Linked DNA regions of Mus musculus: region 2 is linked to region 1. Evidence: chromatin contacts called from public Hi-C data. All regions are on one chromosome and are shown on one strand. Each heading gives the region's core, a stretch centred on a gene start, on an enhancer-like site or on the middle of the called end of the contact. The rest is flanking DNA. Distances are from core to core; before and after follow the strand shown.

What was found. A called contact is a pair of places that touch in the nucleus more often than the background predicts.
Region 2: a contact with region 1 is called in a Hi-C map of bone marrow-derived macrophages, with 30 read pairs. The contact joins two enhancer-like sites. A contact is called at or near these places in 3 of 39 promoter capture datasets (HPC-7-derived erythroid cells, embryonic stem cells and neutrophils), 3 of 15 datasets of contacts at CTCF or cohesin (the NIH/3T3 cell line, large pre-B cells and pro-B cells), 6 of 484 Hi-C or Micro-C datasets (B cells, the C10 cell line, bone marrow-derived macrophages and 3 more), 3 of 115 datasets of contacts at active chromatin or transcription factors (embryonic stem cells and stem cell-derived neural progenitor cells) and 3 of 9 other capture datasets (adipose tissue, liver and pancreatic islet).

The regions. Positions count from the first base shown.
Region 1 is chr6:29,482,860-29,489,427 of GRCm38.p6, reverse strand. Kcp (kielin/chordin-like protein) reads left to right here. Exons shown (of 38, transcript NM_001029985.4): 29 at 275-395; 30 at 1,852-1,931; 31 at 2,148-2,247; 32 at 3,868-4,010; 33 at 4,253-4,425; 34 at 4,506-4,617; 35 at 4,712-4,813; 36 at 5,334-5,498; 37 at 6,488-6,568. Among named protein-coding and RNA genes, the nearest start is that of Atp6v1fnb, 15 kb to the right of the region's middle. Within about 2 kb of position 4,512, at least 57 of the 459 cell types and tissues checked have an H3K27ac peak or open chromatin away from gene starts, as enhancers often do. A contact at or near this core is called in bone marrow-derived macrophages and liver, where this site is marked.
Region 2 is chr6:29,648,481-29,655,474 of GRCm38.p6, reverse strand. No RefSeq gene overlaps it. Among named protein-coding and RNA genes, the nearest start is that of Gm30896, 24 kb to the left of the region's middle. Within about 2 kb of position 5,479, at least 19 of the 459 cell types and tissues checked have an H3K27ac peak or open chromatin away from gene starts, as enhancers often do. A contact at or near this core is called in bone marrow-derived macrophages and liver, where this site is marked.

The DNA.
Region 1 (6,568 bases), core at 3,263-5,762:
GAGAAACCCTTTCTTGGAAAAAAAAAAAAAGAATAATGGTGAATGGTGTTATAAGTTAGGCGGTGAAGTGGAAGGATGGGATGTAGAGTACACAAGGGTTAAAGGTCACATGACAGTTGAACTTGAAAAAGTAAAGATTGTCATCTCTGGATTAGGAGCAAGCTGACATGCCCACAGCTCCCAAAGACATGGGTGTAGCAGACAGGTATCCTGGTGCCCGGGAGCAGCTCGCGTTCCACAGCCTTGGACTCAGCTCTGTCCATTCTTGTTGCAGCAGAAGCGTGAGGGGCCTCCCAGCCTTCACTGTAGTCGGCGGCAGTGCCCCAGCCTGGTGGGCTGCCCACCAAGCCAGCTTCTTCCTCCTGGCCCCCAGCACTGCTGTCCCACCTGTGCCCGTGAGTGAGTCCTAGGCTTTGGGAGAATCTAGGAGGGCAGGGCTGCCCCTCCGGAGAAATGCCAGTAGAGTTCCCTAGCTCTCCTCCCACAGTCTCTCCTGACTCAAGCAGGCAGTTCGGGAAGCTCTTGCTTAAGTTGGCAAAGCTTGTTTTACTCCAAAGGGAGAGCAGCTTGGCAAGCTGGGGGGAGGGGAGGGTGAGCAAGCTGGGGGTGGGGGGAAGCAAGCTGGGGGTGGGGTGAGCAAGCTGGGGGTGGGGGGAAGCAAGCTGGGGAGGGGGGGTGTTTGCAGGGGAGCCTTTGCAGCTGGTGTGGGTTGTGGAACATCCTGGTTGGTAAGTGGCACTGCAGGGTAGCGATTATCTTCTTGCTCTTTGGGAGCTGAGGCAAAGGGACATTGAGGGGATAGAGAGAGCCATTCTGTTTCTTTTCTTCAAATAAGAATTTATAAAGATGTAGGGTGGGCTGGGGTGGCGAATGCCTTTAATCCCAGCACTCAGGAGGCAGAAGCAGGTGGATCTCTGAGTTTGAGGCCAGCCTGGACTACATAGAGAAACCTTGTGGGAATAAAGAGAGTTGTATTTTTATTATAAATACTGCAAAATAGTGCAGCCGTTACCTAGATTTAAGACTTGGAGTTTCCTCAACCCGGCCATCCAGCTCTGTTGCAGAAGCCAGGTGTTATCACTGAAGTCAGTGAAATACAGCATCCTAGACGTGAGGGTTCAGCTTTGCCTGCACACTCACGACTTCCTACATACAGGCAGGGCTCTCTGCTGGGGATTGCCTGCCCCTCTGCACTCTTACACTTCTTACTGTAAAGACATCCAACTCTGCGGTAGCATACAGTTTCAGGAGTATTCAATACATTCATAATCACGGCCTTCCATCGGGAAGATCTATCCTTGTAGCACTTGCTAGGATGAACCACAAGGGGTGAGAAGCAGCCTCCTTTATTAAGTACCTACTGCATACCACACACTACTTGGTGGGTCTAATAAGCTGCATCATTTTCATGGTGACCCAGGCAGGTGACGTGGTTTTGTTCCTTGTTACACATGAGAACGATGAGACTGAGATTCATTTGTCCATCGGTTGGTGGGAGCACGATTGGATCCTGGGCTGCCTCATTGCTTCTGCCTTTGGGAGATTATATGAAGGGTAGTGACAAGAACAGGCAGCCTGGCATACTCCATACTCAGCCCCTCCTCCCTTAGCAGCATAGCCAAGTTCTCCCAAGAGGCTAAAGATGCTGTGAGGATTATCATGGCCCCCATGCAAGGATGACATGCAAATTCATGGATCATTCACATTGAATTAACTTTCAAAAAAAAAAAAAAGCTCCAAACTTTTGGGGGTGTCTGTCTGTCTGAGACAGAGAATTCTTGAGGACAGAGCTGGGACTACGGTTCCTATCCCCTGACCCGCTCACCACACCCTGGGTTCTCACTTTCTCAGAGGCACTGAGTAACTGCACAGAGGACCTGGTGGGGTCTGAGCTGGTGCCACCAGACCCCTGCTACACCTGTCAGTGTCAGGTGAGTCCTCTTGCTGTGGGGACCCTCAGAGCTGTCCACCCGCTCTGCTCTGTGAGCTGAGGCTGAGCCCCTTCCTCTCAGCAGCTCCTGAGCTCCTGCTCACTCTGACATTTGTCCCGAGTGTCATCTCCTGCCTACACCCTGCTCCCAACTCTGTCCCCACAACCCCACAAGATCTGCTGTTTTCTCCATGTTGTGTTTACGTGCTCACAATAGGATCTGACGTGGCTCTGTACTCACCGGGCCTGTCCTGAGCTCAGCTGTCCCCTGTGGGAGCGTCACACAACCCCTGGCAGCTGCTGCCCCGTGTGTAAAGGTGAGTGTCCAGACTTGATCTCCCCATCAGAGAGAATTCAGGGATGTAGGAGGGAAGGGAGGGCACTTGTGGGTGCCCTGAGCTCTGCAGTTAGAGTGTTCCTTCCATGCTTTTGTGGAAACAGAGGAGCTATTCACATGGGTGGAAAATCAACCCATGAGGCAGAAGGAACAGGGACAGAACCCCACATTCTCAAGGCTGAGGGTTTTCCAGGGGCCGTGAGGACTCCAGACTTTGCACTTCACAGGTGTGGGAGTTGGCTTAGTTGAGGGTTCCAGGGACTGGCATTCTGGGTCTCTAGGACTCCGTAAGAAACTAGCTTGAGTACAAGGTCTAATACCCACCAGACTTACCAGGCTTTCTGGATGCTTGCTAAAGAAATTAGCACCCTTGGGCACTGATGGAATGAGACAGTGAGTTCCAAGATGGGGGAGTGCTTCGGGAAAGGCATCCACTTCTCTGCAGACTGCAGGGTGGAGGCTCTTGGCAGGAGAGTTGGGTGTGGAGAGCCCAAAGCAACACTTGCATTGCCTGCACCTACCATGTAACCTGGGGACAAGTGGGTAGGTAAAGGGAGGCAGGTCTAACATCCACCAGCAAATAGGGGCCATGTGAGTAGCAGCTGCATTGTCCTGGCAAGGAGTTGAGGCCCGGGCTTCATGCCCACCTGCGCTGTTGGGTGTTCTTCTGGGGCAGAGGAACTGTGAAAGAGGCACTGCCTAAGGCCCTACTCAGAAGGCCACAGAGATTGCAGGTCATGGCCTGGGTCTTAGTTAGGGTTTCTTTTGCTGTGAAGAGCTCTCATGACTGTGGCAACTGTTATAAAGGAAAATAATTGGGGCTGGCTTACAGGTTCAGAGGTTTAGGCCATTATCATCGTGGCAGGAAGCATGGTGGCCTGCAGGCAGTCACAGGGCTGGAGAAGAGGCTGAGAGTTCTACATCTGAATCTACAGGCAGCTGGAAGAGAGAGTCACACTGGGTCTTGCTTGTAAAACCTTAACCCCACCCCCACCCCCCATGGCGCACTTCCTCCAGCAAGGCCACACCTCTAATAATGCCACTCCCTGTCATTCTATGGGGGGGTGCATTTTCACTCAAATCACCACAGCCTGGCTCCTGTGGGAAATCCCTCTACAATGACATCTGTCTTTAGGACCATGTGGAGTGTACCTTGAGAAGAGCCAAGAGCTCTCCTGTCCTTATGGCTAAAGGTGCTTAAAGCTGGCATGGTCCTCAAGCAGTGCCAAGGGGAGGGATGTGTTGATGGAGGAAGAGTAACATAGCTAAGTCCTCTCTGTTGGCCCTACAAGAACACCCAACAGTGCAGGTGGAAATGGAGCCTGGCCTCAACTCCTTGTCCAGCAGAACAATGCCTCTGCCACCCACATGGGCCATATTTGCTGGTGGATGCTAGACCCACCTCCCTTTGCCCGACGTTCCTCAGATCACGAGTGGCAGGTGCAGGTTATTCAAGTGTTGCTGGGGTCCTGCCGACTCTCCAGCCATCACTCTCCAGCTGATATCCTCCACCACACAGTCTAAGAAGGAGAAATGGATGTCTGTCCAGAAACACTGCTGTGTTTGGGCAGGGTACTGAACCTGTCTCGTTTCTCCTCAGACCCTACCCAGTCATGCATGCATCAGGGTCGCTGGGTGGCCTCTGGAGAACAGTGGGCAGTGGATGCCTGCACCAGCTGCTCCTGTGTGGCTGGTACTGTGCACTGCCAGACCCAGCGCTGCAGGAAGCTCGCATGTAGCCGGGTGAGTGCCTTGGTTCAAGGTGGTAGGACTAGGGCACAAGGGCACTGCCTCCCCAGAGCGATGAGAGGGGCTTTGGGTTTCTGTTGCCATCCATGAACTACTAGCGGAGCCAGGGCTGGTGCTGTTCCTGGAGTGACCACCAGGGGGTGAACCTGGGTTCAAGGGATCAGTGAGACCACCAGAGGGCTGAGACTTGACAGGGGAAGTGTCCTGTGACTGAATCTGTTTGGGTCGGGGGCCAGGATGAGGTCCCTGCCCTGAGTCCCGGCAGCTGCTGTCTCCGCTGTTTGCCCCGGCCGGCTTCCTGCATGGCCTTCGGAGACCCCCATTACCGCACCTTCGATGGCCGCCTGTTGCACTTCCAAGGCAGCTGCAGCTACGTGCTGGCCAAGGACTGCCACGGCGAGGACTTCAGGTACGAACCCCTTTCTCTACTCCGTGACACCTTAACCTGGCACCTCTGACCTCTGGCACCCGGGCCCTTCCTCCTCTTAGTGTGCACGTGACTAATGATGACCGGGGCCGGAGGGGTGTGGCCTGGACCCAAGAGGTAGCAGTGCTGTTGGGAACCGTGGCTGTGAGGCTGCTGCAGGGCAGGACAGTCATGGTGAGCTAAGGACCCAGGGAAGGTCAGTGCTACACAGTTCACCTGTCTGATCCGACATGGCCCCTTCCTTCCCCTCCCCCTCCCCCTTTTCCAGGTGGACCAGCACACAGTGACCTTGCCCTTCCTCCGGGAGCCACTGCTGTACATTGAGCTTCGTGGTCACACTGTGATCCTGCATGCCCAGCCTGGGCTTCAGGTATAGACAGAGGGCAAAACAGGGTGGTCCTGGCACCTCAGCACTTCTAACGCTTCTGTAACTTCCAACGCGTCTGCCTGGTAGGAGGAGGAGAAGGCAGGGGTGAGAAAGTATAAAGTCGGTGGGGATCAGGAGGCAGTCAAGGTGTTCTGAGGACTCTCCCACCTCCCATGTGGGAAAATGATGATCTCTTGCTCGCAGCCCGAGCCATAACTTACAACCCCAAGCTGTGTGCACTTGATCCAAACTCTGATGGCGTTGTACCTTCCTTAAGGCCCCAGGGCAGTGATTCTCAGGAAGAGGGTTTTGTTCCACCTGGAGTCCAGTTGAAAGATGCAGTGGGCAGCTCTCCCACGAGCATTTGGTCAGGCTGTATAACAAGGTACACAGGCTAGGGAAGTGGCCCTTCCATCCCACAGTGCACCTGTCCATCCCACAGCAGGGAGACTATCAAATTAGCTCGTGAACTCCTTGGGGTCTCCGTCCTTCCCCCTCCCTAGTCCCAAGCCTCTTTGCACAGGTGCTGTGGGACGGGCAATCCCAGGTGGAGGTGAGAGTTCCCAGCTCCTACCGGGGCCAGACTTGTGGTCTCTGTGGGAACTTCAATGGCTTTGCCCAGGATGATCTGCAGGGTCCGGATGGGAGGCTCCTGCCCACAGAGGCTTCGTTTGGGAACAGCTGGAAGGTGAGTAGCTTGGGAGCAAGAAGTTGCAACAGGCTAAAGGAACTGGGTACAAGCCCCTGCTAGGGGACCCAAGACAGACTTCTGCATTGTCATGGAAGCTGGAGGTGTAAAAGCTTGCCTTGAAGAGGCAGATGGCCTGCTGGAAACCGTGTCACCTGAATCCCTAGAATGTGCTCTGTCACTCGCTGGCTGTGGAACCTTGAACAAGTTATTTACCTGTTTTAGCCTTAATTTATTTGTAAAAGGGAGACAAGATGAATATAGATGGTGCTTTTCTTTGCTGTCTTATTGATGTTGGTTTTGATATAGAATCTTGCTGGGTAGCCCATACCGGGCTCCAGCCTGATACCTTCTTATCCCAGCTTCCCGAGAACCAGGATCACACCTCAATGGGCACTTTCGCCTCTTTCTGTTTTGTTTTGAGACAGGGTCTCACATAACCCAGATCGTCCTATGTAGCCAGGAATAGCATTGAACGGCTGGTCCTCCTGCCTGTCTCCAAGTGCTGAGATTACAGGACTGCACCACTGTTTCCAGTTTTTTTATGCCACACAGAGTATCAAACAAAGGCAGGGCTTTGTGCTGTAGACAAGCAGTCTTCCGACTGTGCTGTTTCCACAGCCCAGTGTGTGCTGTTCTTGAGGGGACAGCTTTGATTCCTTTGCCTTTTCTTTTTTGACACAAAGTCTCGCCATGTTATCTAGATATTTCTAGCGCAGGATCCTCCTGCCCCAGGCTTCTAATGCTGGGATCATAGGTGTGTACCAGTATGCCTTGCCCTTAAAAATTAGCATATATTATTTATACATAATAATTTATTTCATTTTGATATTTTCATATATGTATATAATGTATTTTAGTCACCTTCCCAGCTAGCCCAAACCTCTACTTTCTTTAGTGGGGTGTAGTGGAGAGTTTATGGGAGCATCACAGGTCCTGCTCAATTTTGCCAGCCATGTTTCCACATCATGATTGCTGTCTCCATGTAGGTCCCCAAGGGGCTGGGGCCTGGCCGGCCGTGTTCTGCAGGCCGAGAGGTGGACCCGTGCCGGGCAGCAGGCTACCGTGCC
Region 2 (6,994 bases), core at 4,230-6,729, 170 kb before region 1:
GAACAATGGAAGCCTTCATCCACGGTGGGTGGGAATGTGAACTAGTATAAACCAGTATACAGCTTGGGAAGTTGGCAGCGTAGTTCCATTCTTTACTTATAAAGCTAACAAAATGTGCCTGTAGGTACTGGAGGAGTGGCTCAGCGCTAGAGTGGCCTAGAGTTTGCGATCAGATCCGTAAGTCAATCAAATATGCACCTGTATTTTCCAAATGCATTGAAAGAAGTCCTTTTATGATTTTAGTCTCAAATTTGAAATATCCCATGTCCAGAATCAATTAACGTTTCTACAGTGATATACTAACATAATAGCAAAGAGTGCCATACAAGGGCTGGTGAGCTGGCTCAGTGGTTAAGAGTGCTGACTGCTCTTCCAAAAGTCCTGAGTTCAAATCCCAGCAACCACATGGTGGCTCACAACCATCTGTAACCATCCATAATGAAATCTGATGTTCTCTTCTGGAGTGTCCGAAGACACATGTCTACAGTGTACCTACATATAATAAATAAATATATATATAAGAGTGCCATACAAGAACTCGGATGTAAGCAGGGTGCAGTGGTGCACACCTTTAGTCCCAGCACTCAAGAAGCTGGAGCAGGGGAGGGGGATCTCTGTGAGTTCAAATCTAGCCTGGCCATATAAAGAGCTATAGGACAGCCAGGGCTACACTGAGAGACCCTGTCTTTAAAAGAAGGAAGGAAGGAAAGGAAGGAAGGAAGGAAGGAAGGGAGGGAGGGAGGGAGGGAGGGAGGGAGGGAGGGAAGGAAAGAAACAAAAAAAGATGAACTTTACAACATTCAGTAAAAGTCACACACATGAGTATACATTGTTCTATTCCTTGGACATGAAATTTGAAAGCAGATAAAGTTAGTGGATGACACCATCTTAGTTCATTCTCTGTTAGTGTGTCAGAATACTTGAACTGGGCTAGGCTTAAGTGACACCATCTAGGAGTCTTGATTGGGTTTTTCTCTGCCAGTAAGAGAATTAAAAGTAAGGAGAAACCTTAGGCGCAGCAGAAAGCAATAGGCAAACTTTATTATAGGCCAAGAAGCAGGCACTGAAAGGGCCAGTGTTGGCACAAGATACCTGAGGACCAAGTTCTCAGTACACAGGAGATGTATTTGCCCCAGAAGGACAGAGGGCAGGGCATAAGAGACAAGGACAGGAGAGAAAGGACAAGGCAGAGGGAGGGGTATTTATCCAGGAGGGACAAACAACTGACTCTGGATAAAAAGGAGACAGACACATCCTATAGGCAAATGGCAGTTTATAAACGTAAAAGAAGAAACCCTGTATTAAAATGAGCTGCTTAATTTTAATTGGACATGTTAATTAGGTGTACCACAAGGAAGCTGGACTTCAATACTTTGATAGCTGGACCTTGATAGTTGATATGGGTTGGGGGTGGAGGTGGAGGGTGGAGAAGTGGTCAAATAAGGGAATAGATCTTGGGGGCTAGCTTTAGGGATGTAATCTAACAGTTTTTAGCAAGGCAGAGGGAATGGGGGAGAAAGACAAGGCCTGCCAGAGCTATGTTTGCCATGCTCAGGCCTGCTAAAGCCCCTTCAAGGCACACAGCAAAGAGAAAGATACCTAACAGAGCAGAGAGGGGACAGAGGTGTTTTCCTTTTCCTGGGTGGCTGGGGGATTTAAGTGTTTCTGGTGGTCTGGGATGGGTTTCCTTCCCCTAATTTTAGGTTGACCAACTTAGCAAAAGGGAAGTTCATAGGCACACAACTTCAAGTGACCATGTATTTATGATGGCACAGGGGAGTCCCTTTGATTTTGAGTTTGGTCAACTTGGACAAATTAAGAAGACCTGATAGCTTCAGGTAAACATGATCAGGACTGGTCTTAAATAAATCTAATCACCTTGAACTGGGCAGCAGGAAGTAGGGAGGGGCAAAGGGGCAGACAGGAGAAAGACCACTCCAGGTCAGGAGAGGGAGGAAGAAGCAGAAGTTTGATATCACCTTTATCAGTGGCCCCTTTCTCTGGCTGCATGCTAGGGATATGTCTAGCCTAATCTGTCATACATTTAAGACAGATGTGATGACTTACATCTGGAATCCCAGCACTTCAGGGCCTGAGACAGGAGAACAGCCTTGAGTTTGATGCCAACTTGGGCTACTGAGGTACATAGTAAATTCTAGGCAAGTTTGAGCTATAGGGTGAGATGCTTTCTCAAAACAGCAATGGCAATAGCAAACTCTCTCTCCCTCTCCCCGTCTCTTTCTGTCTCTGTCTGTCTGTCTGTCTGTCTGTCTCTCTCTGTCTCCCTCTCCCCCCTTTCCTCTCCCCTCTCCCACCTCCCCCCTTTCCTCTCCCCTCTCCCCTCTCCCCTGTGTGGGCACACACACTTGTAGGAGTCATGGTTGTGGTTCAATAGTAAAGTGCCTCCTACTGTATGTGAGGTCCTGGATTGAGTCCCTGGCATGCAAAGAAAAAGAAAGTTCTTGAAATTGTTACTTGGTTTTGCTTTTAGAAAATGAAAAGTCAGAGAGCCAGTGCTGACATCTGTGATATCCACCCCTTCCCTCTTCCCTCCCCTGTCTAAAAGTCAGCTCCTTCCAACCAGACCCCACAAAAACTCATGCTAACTTCAGTTACTCAGCATATTGGTATCCTGTGGACAATTTGTCTTTTGTGGAAGTTTTATGCCGGCTAATCAGGCAACCTGCTTTATGTGATATAATCCATGCCATGGAATTTGACCCCTTTCCTGTTATTTTAAAGCCTATGGTTATTTCTTAGCTCCTGAAAGGTTTTTGCCCAAGCTGGGCATGGTGGCAGAAACCATGAATCCCTGGGAGATAAAGCACTGGAAGGCAGACGCAGGTGGATCTTTGTGAGTTTCGGGCTAGCCTAGTCTAATAGTGAATTATTCCAGGACAGCCAGCATTATGTAGTGAGACTGTCTCACAGGGCAGGGGGAGTTAGAGGGGTATGCCAAGTTTAAGGCACCTCACTCACATGTGCACAGACAACTCTGTGTGTGTGCATGTGCGTGTATGTGTGTGTATGTGTGCTCTCACATGTGGGCATGTCACACACAGACACACAGACACACAAACAGACAGACAAACAGACAGACACACACACACACACACACACATACACACACACAAATAAACTAAGAGAAATGGTTGTCTTAGCGTTTCTTTCTGTTGCTGCAACGAAACACCGTGACCAAAAAAGCAAGTTGGGGAGGAAAGGGTTTATTCGGATCACACTTCCACAGCACTGTTCATCATTGAAGGAAGTCAGGACAGGAACTCAAGCAAGGCAGGAACCTGGAGGCAGAGTCCATGGAGGGGTGCTGCTTCCTTCCCTCCCCCTCCCCCTCCCATCTTTTAATATATTTACTTTACATCCCCACCACAGCTTCCCCTCCACTCTCCCCAGTCCTTCCCTCTCACCTCACCTCCAGCCATCCTCCCATACACCCTTCTCCTCAGAAAAGGCTCAAAAATGGGGAGGCCTCCCATGGATGCCAACCGGCCTTGGCGTATCAAGTTGCAGGAGGACGAGGCACATCTTCTCCTATTGTGTGTAGCAAAGGCAGCCCAGCCAGGAGACCGGGATCCAGAGGCTGGGCAACAGAGTCAGGTACAGATCCTACTCCCTCTGCCTGCTTTCTTATAGAACCCTGGACCACCAGAGCAGGGATGGCACCACCCACAGTGAGCTAGGCCTTCCCCCATTGATCACTAATTGAGAAAATGTCTTACAGCTGGATCTCGTGGAGGCATTTTCTCAACTGAGGCTCCTTCGTCTCAGATAACTCTAGCTTGTGTCAAGGTAACACACAAAACCAGCCAGTACAACTGACCGGCTGTCAACTTGACACACAAATATATCTCTATTAAGCCTTAACCCTCCCTTTCTTATTCATTCCCAAGATCTCACATAAGCGCTCTAAGTAACTTTAAAAGTCCCACTTTACAAATTCAAAACACATTAGAATTCCAGTCCATTTAAATTACCAATCTCTTTTAAAACCCCAAATGTTTTAAATTTCAAAGTCTCTCTCAATTATGGGCCCCCACAAAAATACTTTCTTACTTCAAGAGGGAAAAATCAGGGTACAGTCACAATCAAATCAAAGCAAAACAAAATTCCAATTGTCCAATACCTGGGATCCACTTATCATCTTCTGGACTCCTTTAAGGGGCTTGGGTCACTTCTCCAGCCCTGCCCTGTGCAGCACACCCAGCTTGTCTTCTAGGCTCCAGCTGGCTCCACTCCATGGCTGCTACCGTTTCTGACAGTCATCCCGTGATAGCACTGACAGCATCAAAACGCTGAGGTTTCTGGCTGCAACTGGGTTACACTCTCACCAATAACCTCTCATAGGCTCTCTTCATGGTGCCAAGCCTCAAATCCTTTGCATGACCCCTTCAGTCCTGGGCCTTCAACTCCCACTGAGGCTGTACCTTCACCAATGGCTTCTCTGACCTCTCACATTGCCAAGCTTCAGCTGCTCTTCATGACCCCATTCATGCCTTCAAAACCAGTACCACCTGCGTGACTCTTACACTACCAAGCTAGGCTGCCAGAAAGAGATACAACGGTGGCTACCTCTGAGAACACAGCTTCTGTGCTCCCTGGAGGTCAGAAAAAGCCATTGGATCTCCTGGAATTGGAGCTACAGATGGATGTGAGCCACTGTGTGGGTGCTGGGAACTGAAATCAGGTCCTCTGTAAGAGCAGCAAGTACTCTTAATCACTGGACAATCTCTCTAGTCCCTCTTACACCTTTCTTCTACAGCCCAGGCACACTTGCCCAGGGATGGCACTATCCACCACAGGCTGGCCCTCCTATAGCAATTTGTAATCAAATAAATACCCCATAGATGTGACCATAGGCCTGTCCCATGTAGATAATTTCTCAACTTGGGTTCTCTCTGACCAGGTGTGTCATGTTGACAAATGAAGCTACCTGTGACAGGCATGGTCAGATACACCCTCATGTAAAATACTAGAAAGGTATTTATATAGGTTATTTGTCAGTTCCTCTTATTCTGAAAGAGGAAGAGAGGGAGGGGAGGGAGGAGGGGATCGCATAAGATGGGAGTTGTTTCATGTTGCAAAGCCGACGTCAGAGATATACAAAAAGACTGGCATTGGGGAACTCGAAAGGGTGGTAAACCAAGTATGGCTGCACATGCTTAATGCGGCACATGCCTAACCCCAGCCCTCGAGGAGTGGAGGCGGGGAGAGTCAGTTCAAGGTTGTCTTCGGGACATGAGACCGAGGGTCAAAATGAACTAATTAGGTAATGCTCGATTAATAATTAACAAAATAATTAACAATTAATTAATTGATAATTAAAAAGAAGAACGAGACGGTAAATATCTGCGGTGAAATCCTTTTTCATCCACCTTGGATCAAGGAGAGACTCCACAGAGCCTGTTTTCATCCAGGCTGTTAGTGCTTGTCTTCACGTGTAGTACCTCTCGCAGTCACAAGAGGGCGGTATGGCTCTTGGTTGGCGTTTAGGGTGTTGGCTGGGATGGAAGTAACTGAGAAGCCTGGTTTCCTTTAGTGCCAATTTTCTTGCCAGATACGCCTTTGTCTCCTCCTACTAATAGCAAAGCTAGGAAGAAACCGTGGAGCTGGGGGGCTGGGAGGTCTTTTGTATCTTTGATGTTTTGAAATGAGAAGTGGAGGTAGCAAGTTTCACCGGCCTCACAGAGGTATATGTTGCCCAGGGAGGCCTTCAAAGGGGGGAATACTGACTTAGCATGGTTTCTGTGCCTTGCTTTGTTTGAGTAGGGAGGGTCAAGACATGGGCTTCAAGTAGGCCAGTCTAGCCTTGAGGTCAAGTAGCTGAGGATGACCGTGATCTCCCCTCCACACACTCAGCCACACAGTAGATTCTTCAACGCCAGGGGTGGTCCATGCCTTTAATCCCAGCACTCAGGAGGCGGAGTCAGGTCAGATCTCTGAGTTCAAGACCAGCCCGGTCTACAGAGGGAGGTCCAGGACAGCCTGGGCTAAACAGAGAAACTCTTGTCTCGAAAAACCAAAACCAAACCAAACCAAAAAAGCTGCTGCCTGTTATTAGATGCTCTGAGAGCTGGAGCAGGAGAACAAAAGTTCCAGGCCAGTCTAGCCTACATAGCAAGAGCCGTCCCAAAACAACAAACCAAACATCAGGCTGTGGTGGTAGCTCCGTTGGCAGCGCACGCGAGGCTCTGGCTTCAGTGCCCAGCATCACGTGGAAAAGCCGGGGTGTGGTAGACACACATTTACTTACACACCAAGGCCATCATTTCGCTTACTGTTTAGAGAGTCTTCCTTTTTCCAGGCTTCCTGCCAGGTTCATCACCAGCCCCATCGGAGTCACACATCGCAGCCAGACGGACGGACATAAAAGGCCGTTTACTTCCATCTTTCTCCTGTCACGCCCGAGTGTACCAGGATCACCTGGGTACCTGTTGAAATGCAGACCAGGTCCCAACCCCAGAGCCACTGAGAGGACGACTAGAAACCCCACATAGGGATTTAAATAGGGGCCCCTCCTCCACTATACCCTCATAACTAACCCACGAAGGTGAAATTTTGAGTTCTTGTTTGGTTCAGCATCAAATTGTAGAAGAAGAAACAAAACTCAAAAGCTGAATGGGTTACCCAAGATTACCCAGCAAGCACATCATTACGGTTTTTGCTTTACTTTTTTGGTTTTGTTTTTGTTTTTTGAGAGAGGGTTTATTTTAGTAGCCCTGGCTGTACTGGAACTCACTCTATAGACCAGGCTGGCCCTTAAACTTAGAGATCTGCCTGACTCTCCCTCCTGAGTGCTGGGATTAAAGGCATGTGCCACCACTACCACCTGTTTGCTCTACATTTCTTTCTTTCTTTCTTTTTTTTTTTTAAGTTTTTTAGATTTATTTATTATTGTATTATTATGTACACTGCAGCTGTCTTCAGACACCAGACATGCCAGAAGAGGGCATCAGATCTCATTAGAGATGGTTGTGAG